Linked DNA regions of Pan troglodytes: all the other regions are linked to region 1. A link is a contact called in public HiChIP or PLAC-seq data. All regions are on one chromosome and are shown on one strand. Each heading gives the region's core, a stretch centred on a gene start, on an enhancer-like site or on the middle of the called end of the contact. The rest is flanking DNA. Distances are from core to core; before and after follow the strand shown.

Region 1 (4,866 bases), core at 1,090-3,589:
ATTCAATTTTCTCTTGTAGCTACAGCTTTGAGATGCACCCATTGGTATCCACACTGGCCTGCTGTCCTCAAATATTTCTCTATGTCTTGTTTACTTGAGTAGTGTAGAAAAGCTGACGTCCTGGGTCTGCTCTCGCATGCATAGGTGAGGTTTTCTCTGTAGCTAGTTATCTTGCTAAACCATATTTTTGGTCACAAAGAATCAGGATGAGAGAAAGTAGATAAAACCATGGAAACTCGAGGTGCCACCGGAAAAGCAAACCAAAGTATATTGATCTGCTGAAGCTATAATCCAAGTACTAAGTATACCTTCAGAAGTTGTATGCATTGTTCTTGGGGCAAAAAGGAAATCAAACATCTGCCCTTCCTCCCACAATCTCTTTACTTCCCTCTCTTCCTAACACTGTATCTCACATCTACAGCTGCAGGCACACAGATATGACATACAGCTTGATATCTTTATGTGCAAAGGCAAAAGATGGCTATGGATATAGGAGATGGCATTTAAAAGAACAATATCCATGTTTGATACTGCTTTCATTATCAATAATGAAAAGGTAGCCTTTCAGCAGAACAAAGTAAGGTACAGGTCGTTTGGAAGCCATTTCAGTCATTCACACAGTGTGATCCACCATTACGAAGGAGAATTTGAAATCAAAAGACAATAGTACCCATATACATCAAACTAGGAGCTCAACTGGGGTCAGTCCTTGGACGGCACATACAGAGTTGGGCTGCCTGACTCTCAAAACATTGCCCTTGCTAATTTGCGTTGCTCACTTCCTATTGAATCAGGGATGATTTTTCTTTGCTGTAGTGAATCAGCCCTGCTACACTGCAAGAATCAAGCCGATTTACAATTCACATCAATTCCAGGAGTGACGGCCAGATGGCAGCATCTGGCTAGTCAGTTGGTGAGTGAGTCCACCTCCAATCTTGATTAAACTCTGCTGCTGGGAAGTAGCAATTCTGAGCATAAATGTCTTTGATATCCTGAATATTTGGGGCGTGGGATGAGAGAGGCAGTAGAGGATAGTGGAAAGACCACAGGGTGTAGACTAAGATAGGCCTGGATTCCTTTCTTTAATCTGTCAACGAAAGCAATGAATGTTCTGAAACTACATGGCAATGCTTTTTTTGTTGCTGCTCTGGCTTTTTTTTAATGCTATAAAATATATGCTTATTTTTCATTGCCAAGAGGTGACAACACAATGATGCTGCAACCAGAGAAGACAGACAGCTACCAACAACTATTGACAAGACAGGAGGAACATCAAGAATAGATGCAAGACAAAGCAATGTATCTCCATGGCCTAGATTTTTTAGGTTATTCATAGAAACAGCAAGGAGAAGAAGACACAATCCAAGTTTTCTTTTGAGGATATTGTGCTGTTTAAATTTATTTTTTAAACATTTCTTAGCTTCTCTTATTAGTCAATTTCATAAGCCTGGGAAACACCTTTACTCTATCCATTTAATTGCATTTGTTCATTAGCTTACTCATTTCACTTATTAGTTCATTCAAACAGTAGCTATTATCAACTGTCTTCTAAGAACTGTATCTGGGTACTCTGGTTTTGCTTTTTTTTTTTAAATAGAAGTAAAAGGATTTCCAAAAGGACCTGATTTTACATTAGAATTAGAATAATACATTTTAAATTAATGTATAACATATATTATTCTAGAATTAGAATAGATTTTAAATCAAATTAGAATAATAGCCACATGACCAAAAAGAAAAGAAAAATAATAAAATTAATGACAAAGAAAAACAAGTCATATGAGAGGAAAGGCAAAGCCTAAATATTCCTCTGTCCTCTTCCTCCACCTAGATTCCCAGATGTAAGGTATTAAAAGTAGTTTGTAAACTTTCTGTGACTTATCCTGAGTCCATCCAAACTGTCGGGAATTGGAGCCTCCCGGGAACCAAACACTCCCCAAAGATCATACACCTACGGAATTCCCCCAAGAGACACACAACTGCAGTTTCATGTAGGTTCACCTTTTTCTCTCTTTTTATACTCTGACCACACAAGCCTGGCAGCCACGCAGTCAGTCCCTGCCCTGTGTCATTGTACTGGCTACAGCAACTTCTCTCTGTAAATGAGAAAGGTCTTGCTTTCAGAAAAGATCATGTTTGCAAACTACTCACTCTTGAGGAAGCAAGGGTGGGAAAAGTAGCAGAGATGAGTGGGGAGATGGTGCATATAAGAAGGAGGAAAGAGGAGACTATGGAGTCAGGATGCCAGCTTACTATTCTCAACACCTTTTTCCAGTGCCCAGTTCTTACCTTATTTCTCCTGCCCCTTGCTTTCTTTTCTAGGCACCTCTAAGATACTGATGGCTCTGCAGAGGACCCATTCATTGCTTCTGCTTTTGCTGCTGACCCTGCTGGGGCTGGGGCTGGTCCAGCCCTCCTATGGCCAGGATGGCATGTACCAGCGATTCCTGCGGCAACACGTGCACCCTGAGGAGACAGGTGGCAGTGATCGCTACTGCAACTTGATGATGCAAAGACGGAAGATGACTTTGTATCACTGCAAGCGCTTCAACACCTTCATCCATGAAGATATCTGGAACATTCGTAGTATCTGCAGCACCACCAATATCCAATGCAAGAACGGCAAGATGAACTGCCATGAGGGTGTAGTGAAGGTCACAGATTGCAGGGACACAGGAAGTTCCAGGGCACCCAACTGCAGATATCGGGCCATGGCGAGCACTAGACGTGTTGTCATTGCCTGTGAGGGTAACCCACAGGTGCCTGTGCACTTTGACGGTTAGATGCCACCGTGTAGGGATTATCGCGAGTGGTTGACCTTACACTTAACTCCTTAAATAGCAGTGAGTAATGCATTTGAGCTGTCCCAGGCTCTGTCTCCTCAGCTCATTTCTTACTCTTTTTCTCTATATAACTCATTCTATTAAATACATTGCACCAAAGAGAAATGGAGACATAAACCTATAATGAATGAGGCTGGGCTTTTCTGTAATAAGCTTCCTTTTATAATACTGGTCAGCTTAGCTCTCTCAGATCCTATCCTGTGGAATTTAGTTATTATGTATATTTATGTAGTATTTCAAACATTTCAAAATGCTTTCATCTATGTTTATCACATTTTAATACCACAGCACTTATAATGATGTCACTACATATAGAAGCTCAAAGTTAAGGGATTTGCTGAAGACTATAAAGTTAATGGAAGAATTGAGACAAAAATCCAGTGTAGCTGGCCACTTATCCAGGGCTTTTTCTACTTCATCACAAGGAATGTTTTGAAAGTGTCTGCTTTTTTTATCCTTAAAATTCACCTGTCAGGGAGGCATTAAAAATTTGGAAATGTATGCCAGCAAAATGTGAGCTCTGTATTTTTTGGCATTCTTATGTTTGGGTTGAATAAGATTAAGAAAATGATACTGGGAATTTTCTTTTTCCTGAAACTTTGAATCACCCTAGTAAGTCAAAGTACTAAAAAATGTACTAGATCATTAAGACTTATGTGCTCTTACTGATTGAAAGATTTTTTATGTTTTCCTTGTAATAAAGGACTTAAACTGAAGGTACCTGAGAAGACTGTGCTATGGTATTATTTCTTTTTCTCCGATTTTTAAATTCTTCTCTAGTTTATAAACATGCATGCACCTTAATAACCTCATAAACTCTGGTCAAAGACTAATAACTATCAGATCCATGACCACAACACAGAAGATTTGTCTCATTTACTCCAGAGAGAATGATTCCTCTCAAAGACAATTCTCACAGCTCTTCCTTCTCCCTTAGAATATTTAGAAGCAAATTAGGGAGCTGTCAGGCCTCTGATCCCAAGCCTGCACATATACATCCAGATGGCCTGAAACAACTGAAGAACCACAAAAGAAGTGAAAATAGCCAGTTCCTGCTTTAACTGATGACATTCCACCACTGTGATTTGTTCCTGCCCCACCTTAACTGATCAATTAGCCTTGTGACATTCCTTCTCCCGGACAATGAGACTCAGGAGCTCCCCACCAGAGCACCTTGTGACTCCCGCCCCTGCCCGCAAGAGGATAACCCACTTTGACTGTAATTTTCCACTACCAACCCAAATCCTATAAAACTGCCCCACCCCTATCTCCCTTTGCTGACTCCTTTTTTGGACTCAGTCTGCCTGCACCCAGGTGATTAAAAAGCTTTATTGCTCACACAAAGCCTGTTTGGTGGTCTCTTCACATGGACGTGTGTGGCATTTAGTGCCGAAGACCCGGGACAGGGGGACTCCTTCAGGAGACTGGTCCCCTGTCCTTGCCCTCACTCCATGAGGAGATCCACCTACAACCTCAGGTCCTCAGACCAACCAGCCCAAGGAACATCTCACCCATTTCAAATTGGGTAAGCGGTCTTTTCACTGTCTTCTCCAGCCTCTCTTGCTACCCTTCAATTTCCCTGTCCTTCCAATTCCAGTTCTCTTTCCTCTCTAGTAGAGACAAAGGAGACACATTTTATCCATGGACCCAAAACTCCGACACCAGTCACGGACTCGGGAAGACAGTCTTCCCTTGGTGTCTGATCATCGTGGGGATGCCTGCCCTGATCATTCACCCACATTCCATTGGTGTCTGATCACTGTGGGGACACCTGCCTTGGTCATTCACCCACATTCCCTTGATGGCAAGTCAATTGCGGGATGCCTGCTTTGGCTGATCGTCCACGTTATAGCCCAGGGCTGCTCACCACCCCCTTCGCTGTGTCTCTACCTTTCTCTTTAAACTTACTTCTTCACTATGGGCAACCTTCCACCCTGCATTCCCCCTTCTTCTCCCTTAGCCTGTGTTCTTAAGAACTTAAAACCTCTTCAACTCACACCTGACCTAAAACCTAAATGCCTTA
Region 2 (4,758 bases), core at 989-3,488, 270 kb after region 1:
CTCCCACCTTGGGACTGCCCCCATACTGTTACCTGTCCCTGGTCCAGGAGGATTCGGGCAGCTAACTCAGCCTCCTGGAGAGACACACACGGATTCACACAGAAACACATGACCATGTGGCGTCCCAGATGGAGAGACAAACAGACAAAGAGAGGCAAGTAAAGACAGACCAACAAATGACCAAAGACAGAAAGAGATTGACAAAGAGAGACACGGAAAGGATGAAGTTTAGTGTAGTGACGAGACAAGGTCCTGACTCCCAATTATAGTGTATGGGGAGAGAGACTAGGGTAGTGGTGAAGCAGTGGTGTGAGTTAGAATAAGATCAGTAGGCTTGGGAAGTTAGAAGGCAAGGGGGATGCTTAGAGGTCTGGAATTTGGGCATGGGAGTCAAACGGTCTCTAATAACCTTGGCCGCCTCAGGCGTCTGTCCTGGCAACAGTGGCTTCTCCTCTGTGATCTGCACCTCCTGCAGCTCCGCCATGGTGGCCTGGCAGGATGAGGAAATGAGACTGGGAAGTTGTCTCTACATCCCCACATCTCCTCAAACACCAGGCTTCCTCTCTCAGCACAGGAAGACGCAGGGAACAGAGGGACCCAGGGGTTGAAGACTACTCTAGAACACACAGAGGGCCTTTCCTGCCCCCAGCTCCGTTTCCAGGCTGATCGGTGGAAGCTTTGGAAGAGGAATCAGGACAGCCCTTCTCTTGATACTCACCATCCCCACTGCCACCCTCAACACCCACACCTCCAGACCCCCTCCCTCCTCTGCCCTGGACCAAAATACCAGGGTGGGGCAGAAGTGTAGCTCAGATTTCTCAGGCTATATTTAGGGGCCACCCCACACTCTCAGGTAGGGAGTGAAACTTGTAGCTCAGTGACTGAGTATTCTAAAGGACAGGGTACCAAAAGACGGGACTGTGAGAGTTCACAATTGACCATGACCTTCAATTAAAGCCCCAAAGTCGGCAGCTCAAAGGGGGCTAAAAATGACCAAAGCAACATGACCAATGGGGGAGGTGGGGAAAACAACATAAAAGGGACATCTGTCCAACCAACCCAATGCCTCCCTTCCTCCCAAGACTCTTCCTCCCAACTCTGAATAAACTCCGCAAGTTCAACATTAGTGGGTGAGGAGCAGAGCACCTGGACAGACCTGCACAGGAAGGAGCCTGCAGCCTGCGGGGTGGGGTCACTTACTGGGCTCCTATTGGCTGGATGCAGTGGGATTAGGGGTCAGGGTTCTCACTCCTTCTGACTCTGGGGTCTGAGAAAACACAGCAACGAGGTGAATGACATGGGAGACAGACCTGGGGTCTTTTAGGGACGGAAAGCCTCAGCCAAGACCCAGACTCCCAGGGTCATCAACCTCCTCGGGTCACTAACCCTCCCCAGTGTCTGTCTACCCCTAAGTCCAGAGAACACGTCCTCTCTAGGCTCGAGCCGGAATCAATATAGGCTACAAGGGCATCAGTTCAGGCTGCCCGGAGGAGAGAAGGAAGTGCTGATGTGGAGGTAAGAGGGTGGCCCTGTCAGAACCTCCGGATTCGAATCCCGGCTCTGCCACTCCCAGTGTGACCTTGCCCCAGTTAGTTACTACATTTGGCCTCAATTTTCTATCTGCAGGGGGGACTAAACGCGGGGGAATAGGGGATCCCCAAAATTTTTGACAGCTCTCCAGTAAGAGGAGGGTAGCAGAGCATGGCTGTTTCCCTCCACAATTTAAAAACAAACACAAAGATTGGTGCCGTCGCTTCTCTCCTTTACTCAGTCTCCGTGTAGGTCCCACGAGTGGAGAAAGGGAGAGGAGAGCGGTCCCACAATCTTCTCCCGTTCTCCCCCGACGGCCCGCGAAGGCAAGCGCCATCGGGAAGGGATGGGTAGGACAGAGGAGACCGGCCGGGCCCAGCACCCGGAACCCGTCCCTACGAGTCCCTACGCAGCCCGTCCGCGTGGAGACTGACACCCTTGCGTGGCCGGTGCCAAGCGCCCCGGACCTTGCACACAACCTCGCGCGCATCCCAAACACGCCCTGCCGCTCTTGGAGCCTCAGCCTTTGTGCGCAGCAACCGAGCGCCCCCTCCGTGCTGGCCCTTTCCCCCGAGCCTCCAGCTCCAGGGGACGCGGATCAATCACACCGCCCACCGGCCCGGCTGGCGCCTTCCAGGCCCTACGGCCCCTCGCCTGCCCCTCCCCCTACCTGCTGCCGCCGCGGCCGCTTCCACCTTCACTTGCCTTTGACTCGGGCCCGCCCCGGCTCGGGCTTCCCGCAGACCCGCCCCCGGCCCGCCCCAGCCCGCCCACGGGCGCTAGGCTCCCCGCAGACCCGCCCCAGACCCCCGGTAAACACGCCCCCCCTTTCACCCCGCCCAGACTGCCGCTCAGGAAAGGGTTGTGCTGGGGCCGGGGGGCGAGGGGCGGGCGGCTGGACGCTTCCAGGCTCTGCTCGGTTCACCAAAACATTCCACCACCCCCTCCCCGCATTGGGGCGGTGTGGGGAGTGCGGGGAGTGCGGGGATCCCTCAGCCCTGCGAGGGATCCCTCGGCTGCCCTCAGCACCGCCCCCATCCACGACCTGGATCTGCAATTCGCACTCTGGCTCCTTCCTTCGCCCCCAGACTCAGTGGTGGGAACCGGTAGTGGGGAGACGAACCCGGGATACTGACACCCCACGAGTTCGACTCCCCCCGCCCGAACACAGAGAACTAGATTAAGAAAGGAGGAGGTGGGCGGGACCGCCGCTGAGGAGGCGGGGGTCTCGCCGGCTGGCAAGGGCAGGTGTGCTGGCGCCGAAAGGGGGCACGGGGGAACGTCGAGGGCGCAGGAGTTCCGACTCCCTCGTGCCCACAGTCCTGGTACCTCTCCTCTCTTTGCTGCGTCCCGACGCCTGCTCTCCGGCTGCTCCGGGAGAAGTTGGACAACAAGGCGGGGAGGTGGGGGCGGGGAATGCGGGGGGCCGCTATAAATAGAGGGCGATCGCGGGCGGGCGGGGGATGGGGAGAGGATGGCCAACAGGGACTCTGGGGTCAATGCCTCAAGGGGCGCGGGGGAGGGGCCAGGGACCCCCAGAGGCTCTGACTCCTGGGTAAACAGGCGCAGGGGCGGAGTTAACCCTGCGGGGGTGGAGTAGGGGCTTGGGGAGGACGCAGTGTCCCGGGCTGGGACCCAAGAGACCCTGTGGCTTCGCCGCTAACCCCTCCCAGTCCGGCCCAGAAAAGGAGACCAGCTCAGGCCCGCTGAATCGCAATGCCCAGGGGATGGTCTCAGGGTCTGCCGCGTCCCTCTCGGTGCCCGAGTGGGTTTGCCACTGTAGACTTTACACACACGCACACGCACACACACACACCCTGGAATGAGCTCTCCTTGTGCCCCTCAGAGGAAGGCTCCCTGGAATGAGTTAGTTGATTAGATAATGTGGCTTAAGGGAATTCGAAGTCGTTTAGGCAAAAGGAAGCCTGACTGAATTTCTCCCCACCTACCCCCCTTGTAGCTCCCCCAATCCCAGGATCATATCCACCCCAACCCCCTTCAGACTGGTTCCTGAGTTGCCATTTCGGGGGCTGGGCGCCAGGCCAGTCAGGAACAATGGCCAATGGAACTTGAGCTGCCAACTGCAACACCAGCACCGACTGCCCCCCCAAGACCCCCAAGTTTCCCTGCCCCCTCCTGCCTGGGAACCACCCTCCCACCACCACCCTCACCACCCGCAATACCCCTCCCATCCAAGGAACATCAATGCCCCTTTCATCCCCACTTGGCAGGGTCTACTGGAAAGAAGGAGAGGCCAAGAGGGAGGAGGTGACCCACAGTAGGAAAACTGGTCGGGCTAAAACCCAGCCTTCAACAACCCCAAATCTAAGGAGCTCCCCCTACATCCCCCAATTTGGAGCACCCAACTTTTCTTCTGTTCCTTTCTCCCACTCCCTTTATAACTTTTTCCCCAGAAACTGGCACAGAAGCTGGGCACCCTGGCTCCTCTCCTAGTCCCCTCTTCCCTCTGGATGCCAGTTTAACACTCTCCTGGACAAGGAAAAGCCTGCTGGAATAAGGGTCACAGCCAAAGGTGCGCAAGACAGGAGAGATCTCATCAGCACCAGAGGAACCTGGGGAGAGGGAGAGCCTCGAGTGAGAACTTTTGCCTGCAGGCTTTTCTTTGACAAAAGTCGTCTTACTTGGAGTGGGGGAGGGAAGGACCTGAAGGTTCCAGCATCTAAATTCGTCTCTGGGTCAGGATGACTCAGGGGGAACCTGATAAGGGGCCTACGCAGGGGCGCAGGGCAGGCAGGAGATGGGAAATTTCCACTGACATCCATTGGCTTCCTAGACCTTGGGGTCCCACCCAGCCTGCTGCAGGCAGAAGTAAGGCTGGTTCTACCCTAAGATACGGTTCTTCCATGTCAGGGCAGCTCCCAGCCCAACCAGGGTGTAAGTGTTGCAAGGACAATCTCTCTCTAAACTCTTTCCCTTTGGCCAGAGCAGCTTCACACTATACCTTCAAGTAAGCAAAAGTTTTAAGTATCTGTTATGTGCAAGCCACTGTGTAGATGAAATTCAAAGTGTGCATCTGGTCACACCCTCTCTAGACATTTGTGATGAGAAATGACATTTTGACATTTGTCAAGAGAAGGTACAAACACAGGACAAGTTATATATAAGATCAATCATTTGGACAGTAAGTCCTGTAGCAGTAGTTTCCCACCCTTCTCAAGTGGGAGATTAGAGATTTCCAACCCCACATAATAGTTTTAGTATCCCCTG
Region 3 (5,047 bases), core at 2,487-4,986, 350 kb after region 1:
GTGGAGTGAACTGAGGCCGGTATCTACCCAGGGCCACTCCCTAGATCCTTAGGCCTTCATAGAAACCTTTGCCCCACCACACCCCATCCCTGACAGCCTTTCTCTGCCAGGACAAGTTTGTCGTCTGCTCTGAGCTATCAAGCCCCTTAGGAGACCTAGGACCCAGCTGGGTCCCATCCCTTTGGAGTAGCTGCTTCAGACTAGGTAGGTGTGAGGACCTGGACCTCAAATCCCTGGATATTGGGAGTGGGCAGAGGTGTAGCTGAAAGATACGTTGTTGCATGTCCTGTCTCCTAATAGACAGAACCTATAACACATTTTTCCCAGCCTAGGAAGCACCTAATTCTTGTGGGCAAAGGAGCCATGGAAGATAGAGCTGGTGAGCAAGAGCAGGAGAGACACAGCCTTCGTCTGGAAAAGCTACAACACTGGGCAAGGCACAGGCAGAGTGGGCACCTCTTGGTGCTAGCGGTGAGGCCAGGCTACCCCATCCCAGGTCTCAGCATGTCCACTTCTACCCAATTCAATTCCATCCATCCATCCATCCATGTTAAGTGAGCACCTACCATGTGCCAGAAACTGAGCTAGGTTCTGAATGGGAGGAGGGTAGAGGAAAACATAGAAATAAACAAGGCAAGACCCTTAATCTCCCAAGTAGCTTCCATCTTGTGGGGGAAAACATACAGGTAAGTAACTAAACTACAATATGAGGCAGAAAAAATTAAATGATACTTAATTTTTAATGATCACGTCCTTGCTCTGGGTTGACTGCTTTCCTCCACCCTGCATTCAATCCCATTTCCTGATCTCTAAAGAGGTAGGAGTTATGAGGAGGGAATCCCTGACAGTTCCTCCCCAATTACCCTACCCTTACCCCCAGGTGAGCCAGCTATGGCTGGCAGTGGTTGTGGTGCCCCTTGCTGTCTCAGTCGCCTGCCTGAACTCTGATTGTCACATGGCCACAGCGCTGCCTCTTGGGCCTGGAGCCTCAGTAAGACCCACCACAAGGGAGGGTGGAAGGTCCCAGGGCCCCTTCCTAACGGGACCAGAGCTCAACACTTGCCCTTCTCACCATTCAGGGTCTCCTCACTGGGACTGTCACTCTGGAGCTTCGCAGAGCACCCCGCCTCTGGAAGGTGAGAGGGAAGAAAACGCAGCACTGTCCTCCCACTCCCTAAAACAGACACCTACAACCCTCAGCCTAGGAAGTAAGTGGCTAAGTGTTGACTCATTCTCTCAGCTGTCACCACTGACTGGCCTCAATGACTGAGGAGGAAAGCAAAAAAGTTAGAGGGCTTATGGCCCTGTTTGGAGGCTGAGAAGCAGAAGCTGAGTTTTGTCTTCAGCTAGGCTGCAAGTGGGGATTGAGATTGGAATGACTCCCCTAGGCTGGGCAGGGCTGAGCTGGCTCACTGGCAGGTGCGGGCCATGATGATATTCAACACCTTCAACTTGATCTTGGGTTTCATCGTGGTGGTGGTCGAGGTGATGAAGACAGCCTTGGGGCCTGCCCCAACTGCCTCCTCCCAGGTACTGGTCAATGAAGGAGAAGGTGGGAGGATAAGGAGGCAAGAGGAGGTGGGAAGGGAAAAGGGCAGGGGCAAACAGGTGCGGGGTCCCTGCATTCTCAGCCCTGTCTACCTGCAGCATGCCGGCTTGCTGGTGCTGGAACTCAGTGCTGAGGCCTTCACCCTAGGGGGAGTGCTGGTCTCAGTGCACGCCCTATTCTTGCTGAGCCAGAGGAAACCAGGATGCTGCAGGAGCCAGAGTCTGCACTATCAAGAGCTGCAGGAGGTATGGGGGAAGGGAAGAAAGCACGAATAGCTAGCTGCCAACTAATTTTTCCACTGGCTATCCTGGTCAGTGGCACTTAAGGGAAAACAATGGGGCAGGAGAGAAAAGAAGAGGTCCTAGAATGAAACTGATTGGCTTTCTCTGGCTTTGAACATTTCTCCCCTAATGGTGGGTAAGAGGGAATTGGGAATCCAAATGATTGAGGTTAAAAGAGTGGGAAAGCATTAGGAAGCTGCCTAAATATTGGCAGGACTATGGGAAACAGGATAAAAAATTGGGCAGGAGGAAGCAGTTGTTTCTGTCTGGGGTTTCTCCTTTCTCACCTCTACAATTTGCTCACACCTGTCTCTGGTTTTCAGGGCTTCTCTGAGTTGGAAGAGGTTCCTGGTTTGGAGAATGGTCCCACGGTGGCCAGCACAGGAGCAAATGAGAGGGCGGGACAGCGGGAACAGACACGTGCTGCTCTCCTTCCACCCTGAGAGAATGCTCTCCAGACATTCCTGCATCCCACCCCACCAAACTCAGAAGCTTGCTGGGATCCTTCGAGTCCAATAGGAAGTCCGGGAGTGCCTTCAGTTTTCACTCAGAGCAGGCCCTTTTTTCGTTCCTTCCTTGTTAGGGGAAGATACACCTGGACGAGAATATATTCTCACCTCACCACCCTGAAAAGCTGCTTTCTCCCTTCCATCCATATCCTCTCTTCCTGTCACCTCCCCATACAGCTTCACATTTGCCTCATCGCACTTTTCTTTTCTGTCCACCTTTCATAATCCCATCCACTCCAAATCCCGGACCCTGCACACGCCAACTCCCTGAATCCAATTCAGGAGTGCCCCAGTTCCCCTTTCGATCCATCTCCTTTCTACTGTAGCGGAGACTACAAGTCCCAGGATGCCCCGCTAGCCCGTGACCGGCTAGGAAATAAAGAGCCTTCTCTCCGCGGTAGGGGCGCTGTTGGATGTGCTGAGTGACGCGAGGCGGGGAAGTCGGGGCCTAGCCTGGCGCTTTCTCGGACGCGACCACTGGCCCCGCGTTCGGGGAGGAGCCGGGCGGGCGGTCCTGCACTGGCGTGCCGCTCCCCCAGCCACTGCAATAGAGAGCTGGATCTGGGTCCCCAGCCCTGCGCTGGCAGCTTCAGAGACTGGCGAGGGCTCGGAGCTGACGCTTGGCAGAGCTGGGGCTTCCCAGATGCTGTCGCCGCACCCCCTCGCAGGAGGGCCCAGGTCCGAAGTCCTGAGACTTGGAGCGCGCGCGAGAAAGGGGTTGGAGATGATGAGTCAGAAGCGCGGGGCCTTTCTCGTCCCCTCCCCTAGGGCCTGGGCGCTGAAGATGGACAGGCTCGCTGGGCAGGCGGGTAGATAGGGCAGGCAGAGGGAGGGACGCTGCGACCCGCGTCTCTCCCTAACGCTTTCCCGCCTCTTGCGAGCACGCCGGTGTAACGAGCCCGCGCTGCCGCCACCCTTTATCTCCAACGCGGGAGCGGGACTGCGCAGGCTTGGCCTCTGGGCTGACCCGCCGACCTTTGATCTCGGCTGCGGTCGGGTTGCTGAAGTTCTGGCTGCGTTCACCCCCACCGTTGACGACCTTTGCAAGTGTGCAAAGATGACAGGCTCGCTTGGGCTTGGGAAAAGCCCGGGAGAACTGGGAGTCCCACTAGCAGCAGCAGCTGGGCAGCTTGCTGGCCGCTAGAAACTAGAAATTGACCACAGCTGGAGTACCAAGAGAACTCACCCCAAATTCACATAGTGCCCGGGATGGCTGCTCGCCTCACACTCATTTTTGTTCCCACTTGAGAAGGCTTCTTTCCCTAGAGAATGCTGCTTCTCCCGGCCTAGCCAGGGCCAGGCACCAGTGAGGATAGAGCGCGGCCTGGCTGCCTTGCCTTGACATTGCAGTGGCGTCCGCTGCAGCTCTTTTCTGTTTGTGACACCATGGAAGAGTGGTAATAATCTTCCTATGACAAGGTTAAGTGTGAGTACTAGTGGGTGGGGACAGTTCTGGGATCAGGCTCTGGAATGGAGAAAAGATCTAGGCCTTCTGCATTTCTTCCTCTCCCCCAGTCTAATTGCCAGAATAATGGAGAGCTCATGTGTGCAGGGCCGAGAAAACAATAATTTTCTTGAAAGTCAGAAGGTGGTGGTAGATGAGGAAGCTGAGGGAAGAAAATTAACAATTTGTTCTGTTTTCCAGGTTTTAGTGATGTGATCAGATTAGATATTGCATTCTAGTTCCAGAGAAGCTTGATGACCATGGAAATTAACCTCTATCAGTCAGATTAGGCTAGGCTCTGCTGTGGTAAATGCCAAAACCACAGTGGCTTAAAACCACAAAGGTTTATTTCTCATACTACGTGTCCAGAGTAGGCTGGCAAGGGGTTCTGTTCATTGCAAATGTTTCCTCCCAAGCTCATGGAGCGCCACCATTTTGAGATCCTACCCTGTCCCTATGAAGGTTAAGGTTACCCGCCCCGCCGCCCCCCCCCCCCCCCCCCCCCGCCTCAGAATGTGAAGTAAGCATGAAGAATTGTTCATGGACTCTTAAATGCTGCCCTGAAGTGATACATTCATGTCACTTCCACCCATGCAATGGCCAAAGCAAGTCATATAGCCACACCCAACTTAAGGAAGGCCAGAAGGGCAATGCCTGCAAGGAGAGGGGAAGCAGAAATACTTCATTAAAAGAAACATAGTTGGGCGGGCTCGGTGGTTCAGGCCTGTAATCCCAGCACTTTGGGAGACCAAGACGGGTGGATCACCTGAGGTCAGGAGTTCGAGACCAGCTTGACCAACATGGTGGCCGTGTCTATTAAAAATACAAAAATTAGGCCGGCATGGTGGTGGGTGCCTGTAATCCCAGCTACTCGGGAGTTTGAGGCAGGAGAATTGCTTGAACCCAGGAGGCAGAGGTTGCAGTGAGCCAAGATCGCACCACTGCACTCCAGCCTGGGAGACAAAGCGAGACTCTGTCTCAAAAAGAAAAAAAGAAATGGAATTAATAATTTGTGGTGATTTTTGAACAGCTTAGCAGTTGAAATTTATCTGTTCCAGCAGTTATGCCCATACCTACTTCTTTGGTTTGGTTTCATGAACCCCTAAGTTCTTACTAGAAATTTTTCCTCAAAAAAATAATAGGACTGGGACTCAGGAAACCTAGATTCTAATTTTGTTGCTTGGGCAAGTCAAACCTCTCTGAACTACATTTTGTGCACTTGGAGGTTATGGTAATAATATTTATTCTGTCTACCTTACTGGAG

Evidence for each region. HiChIP or PLAC-seq counts read pairs in DNA pulled down with a chosen protein or histone mark.
Region 2: a contact with region 1 is called in an H3K4me3 HiChIP or PLAC-seq map of stem cell-derived excitatory neurons, with 4 times the contacts expected there. The contact joins the promoter of NDRG2 here to the promoter of RNASE4 in region 1. A contact is called at or near these places in 2 of 7 Hi-C or Micro-C datasets (induced pluripotent stem cells and stem cell-derived neural progenitor cells) and 1 of 1 datasets of contacts at active chromatin or transcription factors (stem cell-derived excitatory neurons).
Region 3: a contact with region 1 is called in an H3K4me3 HiChIP or PLAC-seq map of stem cell-derived excitatory neurons, with 7 times the contacts expected there. The contact joins the promoter of ZNF219 here to the promoter of RNASE4 in region 1. A contact is called at or near these places in 1 of 7 Hi-C or Micro-C datasets (stem cell-derived neural progenitor cells) and 1 of 1 datasets of contacts at active chromatin or transcription factors (stem cell-derived excitatory neurons).

What each region holds. Positions count from the first base shown.
Region 1 is chr15:19,137,843-19,142,708 of NHGRI_mPanTro3-v2.0_pri, forward strand. RNASE4 (ribonuclease A family member 4) reads left to right here and starts at 2,340. Exons shown (of 1, transcript NM_001009107.1): 1 at 2,340-2,783. The coding sequence starts at 2,340. The coding sequence ends at 2,783.
Region 2 is chr15:19,408,341-19,413,098 of NHGRI_mPanTro3-v2.0_pri, forward strand. It overlaps NDRG2 (NDRG family member 2), which reads right to left and starts at 2,239. Exons shown (of 15, transcript NM_001195153.2): 1 at 2,201-2,239; 2 at 410-490. The coding sequence starts at 484.
Region 3 is chr15:19,486,142-19,491,188 of NHGRI_mPanTro3-v2.0_pri, forward strand. ZNF219 (zinc finger protein 219) reads right to left here and starts at 3,737. Exons shown (of 5, transcript XM_063792785.1): 1 at 3,526-3,737. It overlaps TMEM253 (transmembrane protein 253), which reads left to right. Exons shown (of 8, transcript NM_001246441.1): 2 at 97-204; 3 at 328-471; 4 at 881-991; 5 at 1,080-1,136; 6 at 1,420-1,530; 7 at 1,648-1,794; 8 at 2,154-2,739. The coding sequence starts at 364. The coding sequence ends at 2,273. It also overlaps the pseudogene LOC104001964.